3 separate regions of the Mus musculus genome follow, and regions 1 and 2 are each linked to region 3. A link is a contact called in public promoter capture Hi-C data. All regions are on one chromosome and are shown on one strand. The core of a region is the stretch at or near the end of the contact, and the rest is flanking DNA. Distances in the headings are between cores, read along the strand shown. Region 1 holds the start of Tmem144 (transmembrane protein 144). Region 2 holds the start of Fnip2 (folliculin interacting protein 2). Region 3 holds the start of Pdcd10 (programmed cell death 10).

Region 1 (4,102 bases), core at 1,361-3,860, 4.3 Mb after region 3:
ACAATGGAGTACTACTCAGATATTAATATGCACTCACTGATAAGTGGATATTAGTCCAGAAACTTAGAATACCCAAGATACAAGTTTCAAAAAATATCAATCCTTTTTTTAATCACGAACTTATAATAAGATAAACCATTTTTTTTCCCTTCAGAGTTTGAAAATCTAACTTTTCACAGGATCTGGATCCAGTATTTTCTACATGAGAAGGGTCGTTTCCCTGTAAAGCAATCCGGCATGATGAACATGTTTCTGGTCTCTGTTGTGTCAATTAAATTCAAGCTTGCCTGAGAAGACTTTCAGAACTAAGTAAGTGTTTTGTAAGTGAGTTTTGCTGTGTTTGGGACATTCGCGTAAAGGTGCACTCAGGTTGCATGGCCATTACAGATTTAGGATCTTTTTTGTCCGTTGGTAGAGCCTTGGGTAGCAAGTTCATGGCTCAAGAGTCTTTCCTAAGGTACAGACCAGTGATGGAGCATGTGCTTAATATGACTGGACACTGGGTTCACTCCCCGGCACAGGGCACACACAGGATGTTCATGCTGTATGCATGCATAAATAAATATCTATACCATCAATTTTTAAAAATGAAGATAAAAGATGATCTTGCAAAATCCAACCTCACCAGCAGTGTGGTTCAAACGGCAGCTTACAGAAGAGTACAAAGTCGGCAGGTAGACATCCCTGCTGTGCACTCTGGGAGCACCAAGTCGCACAAAGTAACTAACCTTTCAATACAATTATTCAGGTCAAGACAAGGAAAGAAATCAGGTCTTCAGCTAAATTATATTTTAAGTACTCAGTTGACGAAGGTGTCCATCAGCCAAGATTCTGATCCCTGCAAATTTAGAATTTTCTGTCACTGTAAAAAGTTCTATCAGATATCATTGCTACAAAAAAAGTTCTGGCTCTCTCAGTGAAGAAAAGAGGAATGTGGTATCAGGAAAGATCCTTGGCACATACCAACAGCCCCAGCACTTGGGAACCTGTGTAAAGACTTCTCTTTGTTCACTAAATAAATAGGACAGATAAAAAAATATCAGGGCTTTTAAATACGAGGCAGGAGATTCCATTTAGACCTAATAAATAAGCAAATAACTAACAGGACTTCTAAATATGAGGCAGGAGAGCTATTTGGAAAGCTGTCCTGGGACTTAAAATACAGGTTTAATAGCGAAGAAATCATTTTTTTTCCATTTTAATTAAAACAAGCAAAGCAAGTGCATGGCTAAGAGGACAGTGCCTAACCATTTAATGAGGTAGATTATTTTACAGAAAAGAAGGCTCCACTAAGGGGTATTGATGGGCAGCCACAGGTTTCAGCCTGAATTGGATGAATAATTAGTAGTGCTAATTAGAGCGCATGACCTCATTTGACTGCTGAATCAACTCCAGTCAGTTATTGCCTTAGATAAACGATGTTCGTTTACAGCACACGGCTCCAGAGCATTTCCAAAAGCACATGATCTAATTCCCTGTGAACCAACAATCCCAGACTGCCATAAGGAAGAGTCCATCTCGCGTTAAATCAGTGACATTTCTGTGGTAAAGAGAAGCATCATTACTTTACTGAACATGTATCCCCAACCCTTTTTTCGCACAAACCTAGCCCCAAATTATTCCTCTAAAAATCTTATTTTCAGTCTAGGTTGGTAGCAAGCTAACTTCCGGCACTCAGAAGGCAGAAGCAGGAAGATCTTTGAGATCATCGCCTGCTTGGTTTACATAGCTAGTTCCAGACCATCCAGGACAACACTAGTGTGACCCTGTCTTTAAAAAAGCAAGCAAGCAAACAAAATCCATTATTATTATTATTATTATTATTATTATTATATTTTTTAATAATACGGCATGCTCGGCAAACGCTCTGCTCAGCTATACCCGAACCCCGTTTTTACTTTGTTTGATTTGAGACAGTCTCGCCAAGCTTTTCTAGGCAGACTTTAAACTCGCTTCAGAGCTCAGTCAAGCTTTAAACTTGTGCTAGATCCCTCCCATTCATTTAAAATTTTTTCAAGTTTTAGTTAGACAATAGGACCATAAATATCACGTGGGTCAGGTAGCACGTGACCTGCCCACACGCGTTTACCTTAGACAGATTACCAACCAGGCAGCAGCTATCGAAATAGTTCGTATTTCTCCAAGGTAAAAGCTTTCAACATTCCGTGGAAAAGTCTCAAGTCCAAGGATTCTAAGGTTTACGTGTTAAGTATCCACTTAATATTTTATTAAGCTACATTCATTCTTTCTAAAAAATTTACTACTTTCGTTTCATTACTGGTATATCTGCTTTTTCTCCCGACTACTTTAAAGTTTTAAGCAGCTCCTCCCCTGCGTTTAAGATAGTGCCGGCGCTCGATCAATGCCGCCTGCTCTAGTTTAAAGATTTCATTTCTGGTTTCCTTTAATTTCCTCCAATCTGAGTGCAGCTTCGCCTGTCTCTGGGCTGACGTCACGAGTGCTGGCACTTACTTGCTCTGCGAGTTTTCCCGAGGAGCTGAAGGTTGCAGGGCGGCTCTCAGACCCAGGGGCACCTTAGACTCAGGTGACCTGGTGGGGTCTCACTGCGCTGACTCTTCCCTGGACGCGTGCGGACTTCCTGCCGGAATCTGAAGGGAGACCGGAGTCCCTCCCAGGCGGAGGCTCAGGACACCCTCCCAGCGGAGGGCTGGAGCTCAGTCAGGTGACTAAGGAGTCCTCAGGCCCTCTGTCAGTCAGCGAGTTAACTAGAGAGTGTCGTGCCCCCCCCCCCCCCCCCCCTTTAAAGAAGAGCTCGTTCAGTGAGTAGCAAGTCACCTTCTGCTAAACACCACACCTTTAATTGTGCAGTTTGTGGATGAGACAAAGCCGGAGCTACCTCACACAGTTACAAAATAAATGCTCATTCCATCCCGGTTTGCCTTTGTTGTTAGGCAATCTCTCCTAATTTGCACTCCCAACTCTCATTCCCCCTTTTTAAAGTTGAGACAGCTTATTCCGAAGTTGCCTAGACTGGCTTAACGCTCACTCCACAGCCCAAGTAGACTCTGTGATCCTCCTGCCTCAGCCTCCCATGTAGCTGGAATCATGAGCTTAGACAAATGTAAACAATTAATGTGTGCTACTGTAATGTGAACTAAATGCCTTTGTGGCTTGCTGGCACATTTCAGTAGACAAGGGAGGTGGCTTTATACAAATCCATACACTGGAGTTGCGGAAAATAAAGCTTGGCCCGGGAGGTAATTTCTTTGAAAATAGCTTCCAGGAAGCTTTCCTGTGAAACCAGGCTGTGCATCACGTTCCAGAGCAGTAGCTGTATCCCACCCCACCTAAAGAGCTGTAAGAATCAAGAGCAATGGACAGGAGTGCAGGCTTCGGACATCCGATTGAGATTCAGAGGTAAAAGCAACCACTAGCATATGATGTAGATTTACCTGCCTCTTCTGTAGCTGAAAACCACGTGTGTGTGTGTGTGTGTGTGTGACTGTGTGCGTGCGCGTGTGTGTGTATGTGTGCGCGCACGTCCATATGTGTGTCTGTGTGTGCGCTCGTGTGTGTGTGTGTGTGTGTGTGTGTGTGTGTTTGTGTGTGTGTGTGTTCATCTCTCTCTGTCTCCCTCTCTCCCTCTCTCCCTCTCTCTCTCTCTCTCTCTCTCTCTCTCTCTCTCTCTCTGTGCATGTGTTCGTGTGAGTGTGTGTGTGTGACTGTGTGCGTGTGTGTGTGCGTGCATGTGTGTGTATGTGTGCGCGCGCGTCCATATGTGTCTGTGTGCGCGCTCTTGTGTGTGTGTGTGTGTGTGTGTGTGTGTGTGTGTGTGTGTGTGACAGACCTCTCCTAGACAGCAAGGCTGTCTCTCTAGGCCGGATACTAGCACAGCAGAAGACACAGATGTGAACTTCAAGAAGAGGAAGTGCTAGGTCCTGGCCTAGTCTGAGTTTGAGGCAGGCAGGCCTCTTGGAGTGGATTAAGCTGACACCATCCACTATCTGGTCATGTGAGATTCACAAGAAAGAGAAGAAAAGTGGAGACGTTAGGAGATAAGGTTTCTTGAAAGGAAGCCTTGCTTTTCAACTCTACATCCATCAGAGAACTGCACTGGGAGGCAGAGTATCATGAAGAAAGA
Region 2 (4,741 bases), core at 281-2,780, 4.0 Mb after region 3:
ACATAAAACTGGAAATACAAGATAAAAGAAAATCTTATATAACTATAGGAATGTGTTTGTATGTGTTTTGAATGAATTTTTATGCAATAAAGGAGATGAGATTTAATCAAAATTCATTTCAAATGCGATGCTTCATGTTGGTGTTCCCAGAACTTGAGAAGCTAAGGCAGGAAGATTGTCAAGAGTTTAAAGCCAGCCTGGACTAATGAGACCTTTGTTTGTTTGTTTGTTTGTTTTTAAAAAAAATTCAAAGTCTTACATTCTGAACATAAAGTATCCCTAGAAGGTCTGAATCGGTGTGAGGTGTTCAGTTTTCTGTTTTGTTTTGTTTTGTTTTATAGTGATGAAAACTTAAATGGCAAATAAAATGTTTTCTCAACTAGTAGTGCTGAGAGACAGTACAGGACCCAGGAGAGCATCTTTGGAAACTTACCACTCAAAAGCAGAATAGTATAGGGATGTTACTGAGAGCCAATTGCTTAGCTCAAAATGCAAGACCAGCCGCCACTTAGAGCTGTGGGTCTTGAGCCAGCTTAACACATGCTAATCCAAAGGTATGTGTTCCGAAGATGAACTATTAAATATCTGCCTCTGCTTTGTTAAATTAGAACCCGAGACGTTTCATAAAAAGCATTTCCCTCCCTTTCCACTCATCATGCGGCATCAGCCTTCTAACTGATGAGGAAATTACACACTTTTATTCATCCGCCGGCGAGCTTGTCATACACTGCAAGAAAGAAGCTGCTTTTTTCGTGGCTTCACCCTTTCCAACTTCAAAATACTGTCACATACTCAGTGGGTTGGAGCTGCCTGCAAAATGACAGCTTACAGGCTCTGGGGCAGGGGAGACGCAGGTGACTCTCCCTCCAGAGACCCTGGAAGGTACACACCGGTCCCAGACGTGCTCAGACACGGGGGCATATGGAGAAATTTTGTGGGGCACCTGAGGAAAGAGGGCAGAGGATGGCGCAGGGCTCCCACCTGGGGAGACCTGGAGAGCAAGGAAGGAGGACGGCGCTGAGGTTCCACCCAGAAGGAGCAGTAGAAAAGGGACAGGGCGGTTCGCGGCTCTGAGACCCTGAAAGAAGTGGAAAGAGGAGCCCAACCTGGGAGAACCCGGCGAGGGAGGGAAGAGGATGCTGCTGGGTCCCACCCAGAAAGAGGGGCGAGAGAGGCGTGGGGTCCCACCCGGGAGGACCGGGACAGAGGAGAGTGAGAGACTGGGGTCTTTCCCAGGAGGATCTGGGAAGAAGGGACAGGGTGGCGCGGGGTCCCGCCCAGGAGGAGGGGACAGGGTGGCGCGGGGGTCCGGTCTCCATGCAGCCCGCCTGAGGCCTCCCTCCCGCTCGCACGCGCTCACCTGAAGGCCGGCTCCTCCTTGGGCGGCCGGGCCTGGGCAGACGCTGCGCCGCCGCCCCTTTTGTTGAAGAGCTTCTGGAGCAGGGTCGGGGCCATGGCGTGCACGCGGCGGCCCGGGCGGGCGGCCACGCTCCGGGACCCGACGGCTCAGCGCGCAGCCCACGGCGGCCGCGGCGGGGCCATGGCGACGGGGGCGCGGCCGCCCGGAGGGGCGCGAGCGCGGGACCGCTGCAGCGGACGGAAGGTGCGGCGCCGCGGCCGCCGGCCGGTCATATGACGGAGCCGGCCCGCCCGGCTGACAGCTCGCTCCCGCGGGAGGAGGAGCGCGGAGAGGGCAGCACGAGGGAGAGGGAGGAGCACGGGAAGAAGAGGAGGGAGAGCATGAGGGAGGGGAGGAGCACGAGGATGGCAGGGAGGGGGGTGCACGAGCGAGGGGGAGGAGCGCCGGGAGGAGGGAGGAGGAGCGTCAGAAGGCAGCACGAGGGACTGGGAGGAGCAAGAGGGACTGGGAGGAGCGCAGGCGATGAAGAGTGGAACGTGTTGGGAGGAATACAAGGGAGTGGGAGAGAGGAGTGGGCGATGGAGGAGGAGCGCCAGGGAAGCGGAGAGTGGAGCCGGGAGAGGCTCGTAGGGAGGAGTGGGGCGGGGCGTGTGGGGGGAGGGGGAGGAGCATAGAGGCCTAACGTCTCCATTGGCCAGCTTTACCCGCCCTGCGCCGACATCACTAGGGGTACGCCCGGAGTTATCACTCGCCGGGCTCTTACTGGGGCTAGAGAGTTGGGCGGGGTGCACGAGTCTTCACACACTTGACCTACTGAGCTCCAGAGCACAACTATGGAGGTTTTTGTTCTTTGGAAAGAAAAGCCCTTGAACTTGGTCCTCATTTTATCGGGTCCAGGACTCCCTAGCAGAAAACGTGGCCTGAGCTGGAGAAGCAACTTTAGTGCCTGACGTTGCTGCTGGGGATTCTGGCCCCTGCTGCATTTGAGGTCCCAGCAAGCAACTGCCGGAACCAGAGTAAATCAGCAGGCTCAATTTTGAATTTACAAACAGTTTATTCAGGTCACCGGGTTTTGTTTTGGTTTTTTTTGTTTTTTGGGGTTTTTTTGGGTTTTTTGGTGTGTTGGTTCCCACTGGTACATAAGTCACACAAAAGCTGTGCATGTACTAAGCCCATATGTGCGTGCGTTAAGCCCACATATACACACAAATGATTGCTTTCCTAGTTCGTGTTCACATTGGGCACATAAAAAAAAAAAAAAAAAACTCAATAGATTCTTTGATTTAGGGAAGCTGAGTGTGTGCTTAGACTCATTTGCCTGTGCTTTCACGCCTCAGACCCCCTGAGAATTTATTGTGCTGTGGTGCAAGACGTTAAAGAACCTGCGGTTATGAAGAGTCTGACCACATTCAAAACAGTTTATTAATCTGTTTTGCGGCCTAGAGCTCTAACGTGGTTCAGATGGTAGGTAGTAGAGCTAGAGTTAGTTACTTTTGAGTTCCACTCTGACTCCAGCAAATTTGAGGACGGTGAACAAATGACCCACCAAGATTTCTTAGACTTGATCAAAGGAAAGTTAAGGATGGAGAAACATGGCTCAGCAGTTACAAACATAAGCTGCGTTTGCACGGGACTGGAGATCTCTTCCCAGCAAGTGGATCAGAAAGCTCACAACCAAGTCCAACTCCAGGTCAGAAGTCGTCCTCCCCCTTTTGGTGCCCAAGGGCACTGCACTCAGAGGCACAAAGTTACACAATGCGCGCGCATGCACACACACACACACACACACACACACACACAGAGAGAGAGAGAGAGCGCTAAAAAGCAAAACAAGCAAACAAAAAAAGAGGACATTTAGACGTTTAAAAGCAAACATATTTCACAAATATAAGTAATCAAAAGAGGGGGTGGGGCATAGCTCTAATCTGCTCAAGGCCCCCAATCCAGAGGTTGCTTCCTGGTTTCTTAGTCCGGGTCTCTAGCACTGCCACATGGCTCTGTATGTGAAGAGGAACAGGGATATTGTGAATGCTTAGAGATGACAGGATAACAATGAAATGAAATGAAAACTGGGACTTGTGAGGGCTGTCTTCCACAAGCCGATCTATCAGTTCCTGTGACTTGTTTCCATATATGCATGCTCTGTAGTCTGTTTTAGTTTGATTTCTGTTATATTATCATAAATACTGCTTGTGACCTGCTGAAACCTGGTTCTCCTTCCTGAAGAAGCTAGAAGAAAAGCAGTTAGGAGTCGTTTCTTCCCTCCTAACTGAGATATAATTATTAATATTTAATATCTGGATATAATGTTACCACTATCTTGATAGAAGCTTGAAGATGAAACCAGGACAAGACATGGTGAAGACAGAGCCTTTAAGAGAATTTCATTTTTAAAAAATTTTTCTCTATTGCTTATCATATCATGAAGAAATTTGTATTTCAACTCCTAGTCTGCCAGAGAAAATACTCAACACCAATGATCTCATTCCAGTTTTGTTGTTGTTGGGGATTTAACCTAGGGCAAACTACTCTGTTCTCATGTGATTTGTGTGATATATATATATATATATATATATACATATATATATATATATATATATTAGATAAGTATAGTGTATATGTGTGTGTGCATGTATATACATACACACACACACACATATGTAAATATAAAACAGGCAGGTGCTACCCACCTGGTTTACCCAGTGCTGAGCTTTGGGTATGTTAGACAACATGAGCTGCATACCCAGCCCAGTCTACTTTTTTCTAGTATTTCAGAATGTTTCTTTTTTTTTAATATTTTTTATTACATATTTTCCTCAATTACATTTCCAATGCTATCCCAAAAGTCCCCCATACCCTCCACCCCACTTCCCTAACCACCCACTCCCACTTCTTGGCCCTGGCGTTCCCCTGTACTGGGGCATATAAAGTTTGTGTGTCCAATGGGCCTCTCTTTCCAGTGATGTCCGACTAGGCCATCTTTTGATACATATGCAGCTAGAGTCAAGAGCTCCGGGGTACTGGTTAGTTCATAATGTTGTTTCACCTATAGGGTTGCAGATCCCTTTAGCTCCTTGGATACTTTCTCTAGCTCCTCCATTGGGAGCCCTGTGATCCATCCAATAGCTGACTGTGAGCACCCACTTCTGTGTTTGCTAGGCCCGGGCATAGTCTCACAAGAGACAGCTACATCTGGGTCCTTTCGATAAAATCTTGCTAGTGTATGCAATGGTGTCAGCGTTTGGAAGCTGATTATGGGGTGGATCCCTGGATATGGCAGTCTCTAGATGGTCCATCCTTTCGTCTCAGCTCCAAACTTTGTCTCTGTAACTCCTTCCATGGGTGTTTTGTTCCCAATTCTAAGGAGGGGTATAGTGTCCA
Region 3 (4,565 bases), core at 1,108-3,607:
CTATAGTGAAAATACATGGATTAATTATAAGCTGATCTTTTCCAGGTCATATGACCTTGGGAAAGTCACCTAGCCATTCCTTTTCCATTCCCCTTAGCCACTCAATTATTCTACCAAGACTAAAAAGATAAATAATATATAGACCCTGTTCTTACAGACTACTCTTTAAGAGAGAGATGGCTCTTTAAGGAAAACCTCCAAAGTCCTGCAATGGATAGTGTCTGAGAGTTGATGCAAAGCTCTTTAAGGGAACAAATGTGGGCAAAGAGAGCTGCACACTACAGGCAAACATCCGATCTGTGAGCTCTAGCTAGAGCCTGAAGGATGTTCAAAATCATCTTCTCTGTTCATCTCACTGTTCATCTCAGCACTTACACTGTAGTGACGATGAAACAGGACAGTATGATGGGCCTCAGAGATACAGACAGAGTTGGAGTAGGACTAAATCAAAGACAAAACTTTTTTTGTTGTTAAAAAAGTCCTTCCATAACCAACACAGCTGTGTGCCACTTAAAACTTATTTCATACCTTTCCCAGCAAACAACAAATGTCCACACTGTCATCTAGAAAATATATTAGCATTCTTGCTTTACCAGCACTGACTTACATATGGCCCACTCAAATTAATGCACTTCAAACTCCACTTCAAAACCAATTAATCCCAGATAATTTCCCTTTTGTTAGTGACTTTTCCCTTACTGTGACGTGTGGTGTTACATTATTCCTGATTTTGCTTCATTTTATGGTACCACAACTCTCCATTTTCTTTAAAAGTCCCCTTCAAACAAGACCATTTTGACTGGTTCTTCTGATCCCAGAAACAGCTTTGCATTAAAAAAAAATTAATATTAATCATGGCAAGCAAAGCACATTCAATATATAGCATATATACTTACAGTACATACTATGTATTTATATTTTAATTTACATAGTAAGCCTGCAGTTCTTTCCATTCAATATAGAAGCATCATTTTTATCATTCATTAACATTAAATAAGAATGAATTAAAACTCACTGATGATGCCAAGAAAAGAAAATATACAAGTGTATGTTTTACTGTCTACACATGGAGTGAAGAAAATGAGAGAAAAGTAAAAACCTGACCCCCCCCCCCAAAGGGTCACTTCTTGTAATGAACATGGTACAATTTCTCCAAGATTCTGCACTTAATTTTCACTTAATGAAAGCATGAATATCTGTAAAGTAAGTTCTGTGAAAGTTTCACCCATAGTTTTTGAAAATGGTAAGAAAATAGAAATGAAAAGGACTATTCTCTTAATGGCAACACTGAGCTATTCCTAAATATTATCTATCCTTTAAAAATGGCGTGTGGAAAGTGAGTGTTATCATTCAGTAGACCCCAGAAAAAGGGGTAAAGATCTAAGCTAAAGCGATCCTTCCTGTTTTACAGAACATTAGAGAGGATGCTTTGGCAAAGCTTCCACTCCACGTCAACAAACCAACTCTCTGCACCTCACAACCGTTTCTGACAAACAGGCACACTACTTTGCAACTTCTTCTATCTGCTTCCAGTACTACCACCCACCTCCCCACTCTTTCTTCCTAAGCCGACAACTCTGGTCAGAAACTGGACTTTCGGAGGACTAGACTCTGAAGATCTGTGTGACCTTGGGCACGTCATTTGCTTCTACAGTAGTCTCATTAGCATCCCAAAGTGAAAGCGCTTCGAGGGCACTTGAGAAGTATACATCCATCTGACGTATTGGAGTCAAGAGGCACAAACCTTCCGAGTTAAGAATCACCTCCTCAGAGAGGAAATTGGAACTGAGTCGGAACTGTCAACACTGTCTCTCTTCTTCCCTCAAAGGGCATAACCCCAGCCACACCGGGAGGCGACTCCCGGGCACCCACGCTCCCTCCAGGCCTAGCCAAGCTTTAGCCTCACCTGCCCGGGACCTCACCCCACCACATCCGCCCCCTCGGTCAGTGGAGACCCGGGAGGCCGACCTCACCCTTCCCCTCCACCCAAACCCACAGCGGACTTCCTGGAGGCGCCGGGCCGGGCTGGGCAGGAGGCATTTACAAACCCAGCTTTCCGCAGCTCGCGTAGAGACCTCGCTGACGCCCACAAGGCCCGGCTCCCCACCCGTCCGCCCCGCCGGCCAGAGCCTAGCCTCAGCACCTCCGCCTCGGTCCCCGCCTGACCCCAGGCCGCTCTGGCTGCCCACGGAGCCGTGCGGACCCGAACCGAGAAACCTCGCCTTACCGGCAACTGAGGCACGGACTTCACTTCCCACCTTTGGAGCCCTCTTCAACTCCCGGATCAATTCACTCCGGCGACGCCGGAAGGACCCGAAAGGAACCAGGCGTTGTCCGGAATCCTGCCCAGCAGGAGTCGCGCAAGGCCCGATGGGGATTTGTAGTTCCGCCCTCCATTTCCGTTAGCACTTCCTGCAATAGTAAGACTACATTTCCCAGAAGGCTGTGCGAGAACGCCTTAGGCAATAGGTGGGGACACTTCTAGCAAATCAGAAGAGAGTTCCCTGTCTTTGAGGGAGGGGAGGAGATGAAGAGAGAGCGCGCCCAGAAACGAGGGAGGGCGGGGCCGAGTCTCACCTGCACCAATCAGAATGAGAAGATAGCCCACAACGCCACGCCCACCGATGGGAGGTGCCCTCGGATGGGTGTAAAGAAAAGGGCGGGGGGCCAGAGGTAGCAAGCGACAGGAGGCTGGGCTGAGTCCATGGGTAGGCGGGGAGGAAGGCTCTAGGGGCTAGACCGGTGGGCTCCGCCTACTCCGAAGCAACAGTACCCCCATACCCCCAAAGGACAGCCCACTCCCGTGTTCACTGGACCAGCCGGCTAAAAGAGCTAAGCAGGACCTGAGGAAGGGCCAGGTGCGATGCCAGAGGGGAGAAAGTCCGAAATGAAGGGGTCAGAGCACCAGGAACTAAGAGACCTCGGGTACCGCTCTGCGCCTAGGCTGCGCAGATGGCAGTGGGAGGAGCCGCAGCCCGAGCTTCGGCCAATTAGAGGCGGGGAAGGCGGAGCTTGAATCTCAGAAGAAGCTTCAGCTCAGCCTAGTCTGTAGTTTCCCTGGAGAGAGGCAAGAGCAGCATCCGGAGCAGTCTCAGCCTGCCCAGCATCCTCTCCAGCATCCCGAGCGGGGATTGCAGGTGTGAAGGAGGTAAGCGTGGGCGCCACTTGCGGGCTACAGCACAGCAACCTGGGGAGGAAGGCATCTGACAATAGGAACGCCTGGATACTGGAGGAAAGAGTGCTATGTTGACTTAGGATCGCGGTGCAAACCTTTTCAGTACAATTACGTACAATTACAGACTTTGGTAGAGAGAGAGAAAAAAAACAAAAAACAAAAGGTAACTCTGCCTGGGATATTAAGGGCGTGGTTAAGGATTTTGTTTTGAGTTGCACCATTAAAACTGGTCTGGGAGATCACAAGATTGAAGAAAGCCCTGCTAATTGAGTACCAGGTGGATGGTGTCAAGCTAGATGCGTAGCTGTTAAAAAGGCAAAATTGGCATTGATAGAGAACCACTTTGTAACTGTTTCACTAAGAAAATAACTTTGTCCTCTTCAGTGCCTGACGCTTGTGTTAGTTTATCAGATTGTCCTGCCACGGACAGTCTATCCAAGATAACCGGTTGTATTGCAGGGTCTTTGGATTGCAAAAGATATGGGTTAAAGAAGCAAATAATAAGATAGGATGGGTTCCGGCTAAACCTATCCTAAGTATAACTTTTACCAGCATTAATGAGAAAATAAATTGAAATGGGTGGGTATTTGGCTTTTCCTTCCTGCTGGCGCTGGAATATTGAAACAAAGACCTGGGTTTAGCCTACAACGGGAACATATGGTGTACTTCCTCGCTGCTTCTTATTCTCTCATTTGTGTCCGGTAACGTTTGTTCGTGTTTTAAAAACAGGAGTACAAGGGAACTGTGTGGAGGAGCTTTCCTCTATTGAAGAGAGTATGTGTAAAATGATAACCTTTAGTATTTTATAATGGGCTCTCATTTTAGAGGTATATAGTATCACACAATAATAGTTCATTCTCATTGTGTGTATACTCTTTTGAATGCTAGTAATACATACGGGTGGAATTATGTTGTAATACTTGTTATGTTAGGTAGTCAATCCTACCTTTGCACCTATGACAGATTACAGCCTTTTGGGTTGGAAAAGTACTAAAATTCTACGTGCTTAGTTCATTTTTTTGTTGTGAAATAGTGTCCCAGATTATATGCCTGTTAGTCATGTAGCATATTGCAGCATACTCTGCTCTGAAATGGCTTTCTTGTGACAGTTGACTATTCCATAGGGTGCCAGAATACTTGAGATTGTTTAAAGAGGGGTCAATAAGATCCAGAAATCACCTTCTATTTTCTTCTTTTGTCATACTATTCTGGTTTACTGCAAGATTTTGAATTTTGTTTTTGCAGTGCACACAAGATGCCTTCTAAAACTAAAGTGGCTCAAAGGTATTCTCTCCATTACTTAAGGTTCAGTCCTACTAAGTGCAGATACTGATGAGAGATGCCCACTACTAAATTAATTAAATCCTTTTCTCCCACATTCTAATACACC

The links. Promoter capture Hi-C pulls out the DNA fragments that hold promoters and counts their contacts.
Region 1: a promoter capture Hi-C map of pre-B cells shows a contact between it and region 3. The contact joins the promoter of Tmem144 here to the promoter of Pdcd10 in region 3. A contact is called at or near these places in 3 of 39 promoter capture datasets (the HPC-7 cell line, liver and pre-B cells) and 2 of 484 Hi-C or Micro-C datasets (CD4 T cells and pre-B cells).
Region 2: a promoter capture Hi-C map of pre-B cells shows a contact between it and region 3. The contact joins the promoter of Fnip2 here to the promoter of Pdcd10 in region 3. A contact is called at or near these places in 2 of 39 promoter capture datasets (cranial neural crest and pre-B cells).

The regions. Positions count from the first base shown.
Region 1 is chr3:79,840,299-79,844,400 of GRCm38.p6, forward strand. Tmem144 (transmembrane protein 144) reads right to left here and starts at 2,611. Exons shown (of 12, transcript NM_001379543.1): 1 at 2,473-2,611.
Region 2 is chr3:79,566,149-79,570,889 of GRCm38.p6, forward strand. Fnip2 (folliculin interacting protein 2) reads right to left here and starts at 1,531. Exons shown (of 17, transcript NM_001162999.2): 1 at 1,361-1,531. The coding sequence starts at 1,455. It overlaps 4930589L23Rik (RIKEN cDNA 4930589L23 gene), which reads left to right and starts at 2,044. Exons shown (of 2, transcript NR_152118.1): 1 at 2,044-3,050.
Region 3 is chr3:75,554,495-75,559,059 of GRCm38.p6, forward strand. Pdcd10 (programmed cell death 10) reads right to left here and starts at 2,358. Exons shown (of 8, transcript NM_019745.4): 1 at 2,228-2,358. It overlaps Serpini1 (serine (or cysteine) peptidase inhibitor, clade I, member 1), which reads left to right and starts at 2,999. Exons shown (of 9, transcript NM_009250.3): 1 at 2,999-3,148.